2 separate regions of the Triticum aestivum genome follow, and region 1 is linked to region 2. A link is a contact called in public Hi-C data. All regions are on one chromosome and are shown on one strand. The core of a region is the stretch at or near the end of the contact, and the rest is flanking DNA. Distances in the headings are between cores, read along the strand shown.

The links. A called contact is a pair of places that touch in the nucleus more often than the background predicts.
Region 1: a Hi-C map of leaf shows a contact between it and region 2, with 2.1 times the contacts expected there. The contact joins the promoter of LOC123189276 here to the enhancer-like site in region 2. A contact is called at or near these places in 4 of 5 Hi-C or Micro-C datasets (leaf and an unstated tissue).

The regions. Positions count from the first base shown.
Region 1 is chr2A:532,777,326-532,782,092 of IWGSC CS RefSeq v2.1, forward strand. It overlaps LOC123189276, which reads left to right and starts at 2,041. Exons shown (of 8, transcript XM_044601655.1): 1 at 2,041-2,389; 2 at 3,323-3,889; 3 at 3,972-4,078; 4 at 4,176-4,767. The coding sequence starts at 2,216.
Region 2 is chr2A:532,696,726-532,702,048 of IWGSC CS RefSeq v2.1, forward strand. No RefSeq gene overlaps it. Among protein-coding and RNA genes, the nearest start is that of TRNAA-UGC, 8.4 kb to the left of the region's middle. Within about 2 kb of position 1,961, at least 1 of the 8 cell types and tissues checked has an H3K27ac peak or open chromatin away from gene starts, as enhancers often do. A contact at or near this core is called in leaf, where this site is marked.

The DNA of each region.
Region 1 (4,767 bases), core at 791-3,290, 81 kb after region 2:
TATTTATAATTATAAAAATCTTATGTAGTTTATGTTCTAGTTCTTATATTACCAATTAATATATTTATATCCATCTAACCAAATGTAATCAGAATATATTAGAAGCAATTCCCATGGCAACACGAGGATACCATCTAGTTTACTTTAACAATTATAGATAACTGAGTTATTCCTCACTGAAGTGAACTTGTAGTAAAAACTTATGCGTTGGCTTGTTATCTTTTATCAATTTTATTATAGTGTTTTTTGATTCATTTTAATCGCTTTTGTGGCTATTATTATAGTGTAGATATAAATATACGCTCGACGTAACACAATCCACCAACCAAAAAAAAGAGCCTATGATGTGTCCCAGAACGAGGGGCAGTGGGCATAGTTTTTTGTGGCTTGGTTTAATTAGTTGGACAAATTCAACAATCTTTAATGCATTTTACTTTAACAAGAATGATTCACTTGTTACCGGTCTCTTTCTATATAGAAACTCACAAGAAAAATGGGGACAATTTTTTTCCGGGGTCAACAACCTAAAGAGTATGACCGGTATCTAGGAGTGATCGGTCTCCTCCACCCATTTGCTATCTTGCGCCTCGACCATCTAATCAACCTCACCGTCCCTCTCTTCTCCTCCTCCCACCCTTGCAACATACACCTCCCCTCTCACAGCAAATGGTGGTGGCTTGCAGCAGCGACAACAACTTGTAGTGGCGGTTGGTCGCTTGCAGCCCCGACATTGCTGCCCTACACACTGGTTTCGTCCCCCTCACAGCACGACGTCGTCGGTCCGATAGTGTTAGTGGTCATAGCTCGGCGTAGCACAAGCAGCCACCCCAATCCCTATGGCCACTCTCCCTCCCCTTGCAACATGGCGTGGTTGGGCCACAGTAGCACTGAGCGCCCAACTTCCAACAATACCGACAATGTTATCTTGAAACACCAATGGTCTCCCCTTATAGCAGTTCGTGTTTGGACTTGCAGAGCAGCACCAGCAACCTGACATGTAGCAGTGTGTATGCAGCGCCCGACCTACACCTCCGATGCCCATCTTACAATGAGGACGCCCTCATGTTGTGCCAGTCATGTGTGGCTTGCAACAATGGTGTCTCCGCTTGTAGCATAGCATAGGGAGGAGGTTGCCGACAAGATCGACTGGTCAAGAGTATTCATGGATATACGGGCGATTAAGTTGGTCAAGTTACAATGCTGTCCTTTGCGGGGTTGCTATCCATCGGATGAGTGTGCGATCGATGCCTCGGTGCGTTGGATCAATCGGCTGAAACAAAACATTGTCACTTTTTAATGAAAGAAACTATGTATCGGCCCCTGTTTTTAGGATGGTAATTCACATTTCTAGTTGTACAATCAGCAATGTGAAGCTGTAATACTGCAATGTTATTTTATCGCAAAGATAGCTTATATTGACTATTTCAATCTTAATGTTGGTCAACACAAAAGCGGTCCCTAAAGATATATACTATATGATCAAACTTCTTAATCACATTTTCAAGTCAAACTCAAAGCTAACTTCTTTTTCCTAGTTGAACTCGTATCAAACTTTTTTTTGAGCTTTAACTCGTATCAAACTTGACCGAACTGGGAAGTAAAATGCATATGCATGCTTCGATTGTAATATGCTAAGAAAACCATTGAAAACAGTCTCATACGCGTATGCATGCTCCGATAACCGAACTTCTGGATCACATTTCCGAGTCGAACTCATATCAAACCTTTCTTAATTTTCTAGTGGAACTCAAATCAAACCTTCTCTATTTTTCTAGTGGAACTCAAATCAAACTTGTCTGAACCCGGACACGGAGAAGCAAAGCCCGGGAGGGCAATTCGGTCAACCCAACGCCCCGAAAAAGGGCGCGACCCAACCGCCGAACCGTCCCGAAGCGCCTAACGCCCCGAAAATTACCAAAACGCCCCTCCCTATCCGTCTCGGCTCCGGCCCGAGCGTCCGATCCGCTCTGCGATTCGGGAAACCGCTTCCCCCGGAGAGTACCTGGTACCGCACCTATATAGCGCTACGCGTGGCGCACCCAGAACGGCGCGGAAGAAACTAAACTCGAGAGGCGAGGGGAAAAATAAGGGAGAAACAAGTGGAGGAGTAAAGCAGCGGCGCAAGCAAGGGAGGGAGGAGGAGGAGAAAGCGAGGCGATTTCTTGCGGGATTCGCCGGCGAGTTCGATCGGCGAGGGAGTCTGATCGGTGCGGTGATGGGGGTGAGGGAGCCCGTGGCGATGGAGATACCGGCGGAGGAGGGGGCGGCCGCGAGGGTGCCGCCGCGGATCAGGAGGAGGCTGCTCGAGGGCAGGGCCAGCGGCGGCGGCGGCCCGGCCAGCGCCGAGGAAATCGAGGCCAAGCTCAAGGAGGCCGACCACCGGAGGCAGGTAGGGGTCCCTGTCTGGTACCTTTGGTTTTCCTGCCTTTATTCCCCCCCTTTCCCCTTCTTCCTCCTCACGGTGGATTGCCAAGTCGCGGGGCGTGAAATTGTGAACTCGAAGTGTTGAGGCCTACTTCTTTTCCCCTTCTATTATACTCGTCGGTGGTTCCCACCTTACTGGTGAAACGATAGTTGCGTGTCCTGCTGTAGAACTGGTATGTAATTTTATATTACTTTAGTAAGAAAGTGGTGCTGTTTTTGAAGGAATTTACAGTAACTTTAGACTTGTGAAAGAATTCTTTTGGTTGAGCCTGTTCATGGGGGAGTCGGAGACTCAGAGTTACATTCTTTGGGAATTGTTTCGGCGGTAGGTAGTCGTGAGCTGAAGTTGGTCTCACGGGTGTCACGAATTGCTTTTCTGTTGGATTTTGCCGGTTTTTCTTTTCTTTTCTAGTTTGGAGTTTTCTGGTCTTTGAATTGAAGCGTTTCCCCCCATTGAAATAGTCTCAATTTTATCTGTAGTTCGGTGAAAGCGTAAACAGGAACTGTTAGTAATTAATTTAGTTGTCTGCATCGGTTTATTCCGAGTCTCCAGTAAAAATGGAAAGTTTTTTTAATCAAATAATAAAGGTGAAATTATTGTAAGTTCTAACTGCTTGAGTTAGCAAATTGATTTCAGGTTGTTTCGGTGGTAGGAGAATTATCCTAGTTTGGTAGGATAGTTTGCTTTCATCATCGACCACTTTGTTTTGCTTAGAAGTAACTTGTACCGCTGAAATTTTAGTTGCAACTTCTGTAGTTCTGTTGGTTGATGTAATCCTGGCAGGAGCTGTAGAAACAACTAAATAATTATGTGTTCTTTTGGTTAAAAAGTAAGTTTGAAGTGAATTAGCGATACATGCTTGATCAAATTAACTTATTTTCAATTGTTTCTCTGCAGCAATTCCGCGATTGGTTATCCTGCAAAGCAAGGAAGAAGCCACGGAGCCCATCGTGGTCGTCTCAAGAGGAAGATTACGGACAGCGCCTTGAAGCCAGGCTTCAGGCAGCTGAGCAGAAAAGGTTAAGCCTCTTGGCAAAGGCACAGAACCGGTTAGCCAAGTTGGATGAACTCCGACAAGCAGCGAAGAATGATGTGGAAATGCGGTTTGAGAAGGAGAAGGAGGAACTTGAGACTAGAGTCGAGTCTCGTGTCCGACAGGCAGAGGAAAACCGTATGCGCCTTCTGCATGCAGATATGCAGAAGCGGGCCGCACTGAAGGAGAGAACAGAGAGGTCTCTCGTGCAGAAGGCGACATCTGAGAGCAAGTATACAGAGCGGGTGCGATCTGCTATCCTGGCAAAGCGTGCTGCTGCTGAGAAGAAACGGTTGGCGTTGTTAGAAGCTGAGAGGAGGAAGGCTCGTGCTCGGCTCATGCATATTCAACAAGCAGCCATGACTGTAAGCAGCCAGAGAGAAGCAGACAGGATTAAATTGAAAGAACATCTGGATAGCAAACTTCAGAGGGTATGTGTTGTGATACATACGCTGATTACAATTTTAGTTCTCCTGTTCTGCTTCTTATCTGATTTGTTATCTTATTGAACAGGCCAAGAGGAAGAGAGCTGAATATTTGAAGCAGCGAGGAAGTCCGTGCAGTTCTGCTCATGCCGATTACATCAAGCATGCAGATTTTCTTTCAAGAAAGCTTGCAAGGTATTACTCTCATACATTAAATTTTCCTTTGAATTCTAACCATTTGATTGTATTTGTATGTTCGAGTTAATTGAAGTTTTCTTCTCGTATATTGTAGGTGCTGGAGAAGTTTTGTGAAGTCCAGGAAGACAACACTTGCCTTAGCTCAAGCTTATGATGCTTTGGGAATTAATGAAAAATCTGTGAAGTCAATGCCATTTGAGGAATTAGCTATGTTGATGGGATCTCCCACAGCTCTTGAGGCTACTAAGGCATTACTTGACCGGTTCGAGAGGCGTTTGACTCTTTGTCAGTCAGCAAGTTCATCATCTGCAGAAAATATTGACCATCTACTGAAACGCCTTGCGACTCCAAAGAGGAAGGCACCTCCGAGTAGAGACGGAAGAACAAGGGTTGCAGCAAAAAGGCCAGCAAGAACTTCTGAAACAAGCAGGTTGTCTAGATATTCACTGAGGGTGGTACTCTGTGCTTACATGATCCTGGCTCATCCTAGTGCTGTTTTAAGTGGAGATGGTGAGCAAGAGAAGCTACTCATGGAGTCAGCAGCAAACTTTGTCAGGGAGTTTGAGCTGTTAGTTAAGACAATACTCGAGGGGCCAGGAAGAGCCTCAAGGCAGCCATCTCTTGATGCTGCTGAATCATCTAGTTGCCAGAAGTCTTATGATGTTGCCAGTCAAAGTAAATTCAAG
Region 2 (5,323 bases), core at 711-3,210:
CATGTAGAAAAGGTACTGACTATGCCGGAAAAGGATAAACTGATGATTATTTACCTGCTGTGGCGAACATCAACTTATGCCCAGCTCCCTCGTAAGCCAAGTTTCAGAGATGATTACTGAATGGCAGCATACAAATATTTCAGAGCATAAGCCCTCTGCGAGAACAAAACCAAGTTGGAAAGTCCCTCCCGCTGATTGGGTGATGATCAATACGGATGCAACTTTTATTGCCAACAGTAGAATGGGAGGATGGGGATGTATTGCTCGGGACGCGTCCGGTGATGTCTTGTTTGCTGCGGCGGGCAAGCTAACAAATATTTCTGAACCTCTGCAAGCGGAAACAATGGCCCTTTTGAAAGCATTACATTTGGCGGAGGATTTTGGAATGGGACGAGTTATCTTCAGTACAGACTGCCTGGTCTTAAGTCAAGCTCTCGGCTCAATTTCTGCGGATCGTGCAAGACTGGGGACTCTATTCCGTGAGACAAAGTTTCTGCTCCGTATGGGTTTTATTGAATACAAGGTTGTTTTTCGTCCCCGTGAGTGTAATGTGCCGGCACACTTACTTGTTGGTCGTGGTGTGAGGCTAGAACCAGGAAGTCAACGTGTTTGGCTCACTGGCTTGCCCTCTGATGTAATGGGTGCCGTGGCCGCCGATTTGGTCGAGTCCACTAGCTAATGGAATGCATGGTGTTCCACGTCAAAAAAAAAAGTAAGGCGCGTCCCTAGTTATTTCCACGAAACGGACTTCGGTGAGGTGGCTGGCTCAGCGCACGATCCTCCCTCCTTCAATTCCTAGTTTCTTTTTACGACTACACGTGCGTGATCGGGCCGCCCCAATACAGCGCGAGCAGGGGAAAAGCTTCAGCGAGCGCTGCCACTTCGATCGCTTAAGGCGACTAGTAAATGCGCACGTGCAATACACGTTAATAGTTAGGTAATATATTAATTGCATGCGGATATTAGGTATGCTATTATTTGTGTGTTAATTCTGTGATTAGTGCAATATTTGGCATGCTATTAATTGCACGTTAAACACGTTTAACACTCGCCATTGGACCAGTCTAAGTCATTGGATTGACTTGTTTCGATGGTCGAGATCAGTTGGATCTGTCTCTTTGGGTCTTTTTATGTTGATATAGATATAGATAAATAGTTGCCGCGTTCTCGCTTGCGAAATTCTATACAGCGTGCAGGTCGCCCGCGAGTGACCTGACTTCCACCCCCCTTGCGCATTGGGTGTTCACATGAGCCGACCCATATTCCGTCTTTTTTCCTCTGTTTCCTCTTTTTTTTCCTTTTCTATTTTTCTCTTTACTTTTTCAATTTTTGTGACCTTTCTTTCCAAATTCCTGAACATTTTTTGTTCATCTAATTTAAAAAATGTTCATCGATGTAAAAAAAATGTTCATCAAATTTAAATTTTTGTTCATCGGATTAAAAAAATTGTTCATCAAAATTTAAAAAATGTCCATCGAATTAAAAAAATGTTCATCAAATTCAAAAAAAATCATCAAATTCAAAATTTACACATATATTTTAAAAAATTTGTAATTCAATACAATTTTTGTTCATAAATTCAAAAAATGTTCATCGAATTCAAGATTTGTTCATCAAATACCAAAAATGTTCATCGTTACTAAGGAATGCTCATAAAAAAATGTTCGTCAAAATAAAAAAATATTAATATTCAAAAATTCATTCTTTTGGAATTGCAAACATTTTTAATTGAATAATTGATTTTGATAATTAAAAATTTATAATTTTATGAAATTTAAGACCTTTTGTAATCCTGAATTACTTTGAAAAGAATAAAAAACAAAATATAAAAATGAAAAGTAAAAACGAAAAAACCAGGTGGCGTCCAGCCCCGCAAATGTGCCGGCCCAAACTGGCGCACCAAGGAAGGGAGGGTGCACATCTGCACAACCCCTAGCGCGCACCGCGCCATATAGAAGTGCATCGTCTCGATTATAGCGAGGCGTAGCGCAGCCCCACGTCGAGCAACCACTAGAATGGGTCGGCCCAGCGGGGACCACATGCATTGAGCGCTCTTATTTTGAGGACAAAAAAAGTTATGATTGTTGCCATATGATTTTTCAAGAAAGTTGCGGTGTCACTTCTAAAAAAGGCCACATTATTTAGGACATCTCTCTTAATTTTGCCATGGCCAAGTACTAACATTTTCCGAAATTTGCCATGTTTTGAAGATGACATGGCAAACATGTATAAGAAAATCAGTTATACACATAGTAAACTATAACATATTGTTCCTAATGAATTTGCCATGCATCGGTCAAGTTCTAGATCGGGCATGTATAAATGGGGGGAAAGAGTTTACTAGGATCGTGAGGGGAGCACATACAAAACAGAACGATTGCTACAAAAAATTGCATTGCGTGGACGCCCTGGTCAGGCACGCACGACCTCCACGTTGCTCTAACGAGAAGGCCATCGGCGTATCCGCCGCAAACTACCCTGCCGCTGTTGTATGCCAAGGCAAGGCTTCGCCCGTCGGCCTCATCCGGCAACGGCCAGGTCCAGGGGCTCTGGAGGAGTGGGAAGGGGCGGGGGCTAGGGTCCCCCTCCCTCCCTGTGGTGAGCGACGCGACCGCCTTTGTATTTTCTTGGGAGCAATTTGTTCCAATTGGTCGAAACAATGGATATCCCTAGAGTATGCCTCCATTTCTATGATCGTCGGCAATTATGTTGCGGCGCGCAAGAAAGGCAAGGAAGATAAATAAGTTTAAGCGTACTAATCAATTCTGCTAATGCCATGTTATTCATCATGTGTCACCGATGTAAAGTTGAATACTTACCTACATTCTCCCTGTAAACATAGGGCTTAACTTTTTGCATTTTTTTCTTGACGAAATGCAGGCAGGTCGCTGCTTTCATTCATTAAGAAGGGGAGCGCCTCAAGATAAGACAAAATATGCTAGTTACAGGGTTACCGCGCAAGGTGAAAAAAAGAGAAGATGAGAAGAAATTACATTGCTAGAGACAAAACTCTCTCAAACATGATCGCCCAGCCATTGAACACTCTTGAGGCTGGCTAATGTAGGGCACAACCCTAGACGCCCGATCTTTCACGATTAGAAGGCATCCTACAAAGAACACAAAGAACACGAAGAACACGAGGGGAAACGCGAGGGAAATCACGAGGGGAAATGAGAGGAAATACTCAAATAGACAAGAAGCGATCACACATGTGCTAGATCCTCGAAACACAAAAAGATACACGATCCAAATCCAACAAAGGACGATACATAGGGTAACTAGTTCATCTCCGTGAGGACGTCTTGAATCCACGAGGGGATCTCCCCGTAAGGGGTCTTGAATCCAAGATGGATCTTCTCCATAGAGGTCGCGGTCTCTCTCGTGGAGTAGATCTGTATGGATGAGTAAAGCTCTATCTCTAAATGAGCTAATCCTTTGCTAACCCTAGAAAGGAGGTGGAGGTGGTCTATTTATAGTCTAAGCCATGAAGGGGTAAGTGGGAGAGAGATACAAGGCCAAAGCCCGGCTGCGGTACCAGACGACCAGTGGGGTCGGACGTCCAGTGGCTCAGGACGGTCCCGACGCCCGGCGCGCGTCGGACGTCCGCTGATTCTTCTCGGGACAGGTGGCGCCGGACGTCCGATCGGCGTCGGTCGTCCGGTCGCTGGGCTCGGTCTGCGGCTGGTCGTGGGTGTGTCGGACGTCCGGTGGACCCCGGTCGTCCGAGCGCTGTAGAGTGTCGGACGTCCAGCCACTGTAGACTCCGTGGCTCCGTCTTCTTCCGTCGTCGCTTCCATGCTTCCATCACGGATGGTGTAGTTGTACACTTGCGCTCGCACTCCTCCTTGTCGTCCGTAGTGTTCCGACAATACATATGCATGCACACGGGAGAAGTGTCAACTGTCAAGTAGTATACCATCCTCGAAGGGGTCAAGTGAGCATGTGTAAAGGAGATAATTCACCTTTGTGTATGTGAAGTAGATGTCACACGTGTCACTCGCCGAACGGACTCTTGATATGGTGATGTCCATAGGATGCTCCGCATCATCTCCTCCCGTCCCCCTCCCTTGAGAAAGATCCGACCTCGGATCGAAAACCAAATCACCATGGGAAAGAGATGGCTTCGTCGTGTAGAAGTGGACGTTCACCAAGTACTTGTCATCTTGAAGGTTGAAATGGGCACTCTCCAATGTCGCACTTCTAATGATTCCTTCAAAAGGAGCAAGAACAACAAACAATTGGAAAAACAAATGTGGTCAGTGTTAGTGCAAAACCAAGAATTCAAGAGGTGATTCACCCGACAAGTGTCATCATCAAGCATAGCATATGGTGTGACAAGTGATTGTGACATGGCATGTGAGCACATAAATTGAGCACAAAGAAGGACATCATGGAAACAAGCATGTAAATGTGAGTAGTGATGCAAATATGTGTAACAAGAGAAGAAGCATCAACCTCAAGGTCACAGCAATCATGCATAAAGCACTCGACAAATTGTCGATGGTAGGCATAGGAATCATTCACAACACCAAGTAAAATGAAGTGTCTAAACACATGGGACGAGTGCAAGACAATCCAAGCATAATGTGCATAGGGTGTAGTGAATATCGTCTGGCACTCAACACAATGGAAAGAGCAATTGTTCATCATGTGTGAGGCAATCAAGGCAAGCATGTAGCAACCAATGTGGCATGGCATATGTGAGGTCATGACATTGTTGCAAGCAAACATATGAGAGGAGCAATTAATCCAAGAATTGGATGCAACACACAAGGCATATATATCATGATGCATGGAATGATGAAAATGACAAGTCGAAGCAAGATCTCTAACAAGTGTGCAATCAAGTGGTCCAAGATGAACAATAAGTCTCATGGTGCAAGCAACACAAGTAGTATGATCCTCAATATCCATGCTCAAGAAAGGTGTCACCTTGAAGGCGTGTCCTTGTGCATTCTTTACATTTTCTAAGTGGTAGGAAAGGTGGTGGAGAAGCGAGTCGTGGTCGAATGTGTGAGGCTCGCTCTCAAGAGCTCGAATGGTCAACTCACGTGAAGTGGGAGTCGGCACAAAGTCCAAGTATCCTACACATGCACACAACAAAACAAAGAATGTATGTGCATGGTAGATAAACACATCATCCAACATGATGGTTCTCTTTTTTTGCACACAAACATTAGTAGCACAAGTGCATGAATAATATGATGCAATAATGGCTATATTCATGGCACTAGGTAGATGGTGCAAAGAGGTAATACAAGCATGCTTCACAAGAAATATGTCAAAATCTCCAAATATATGTGAGAATGCTATGGGGGTAATC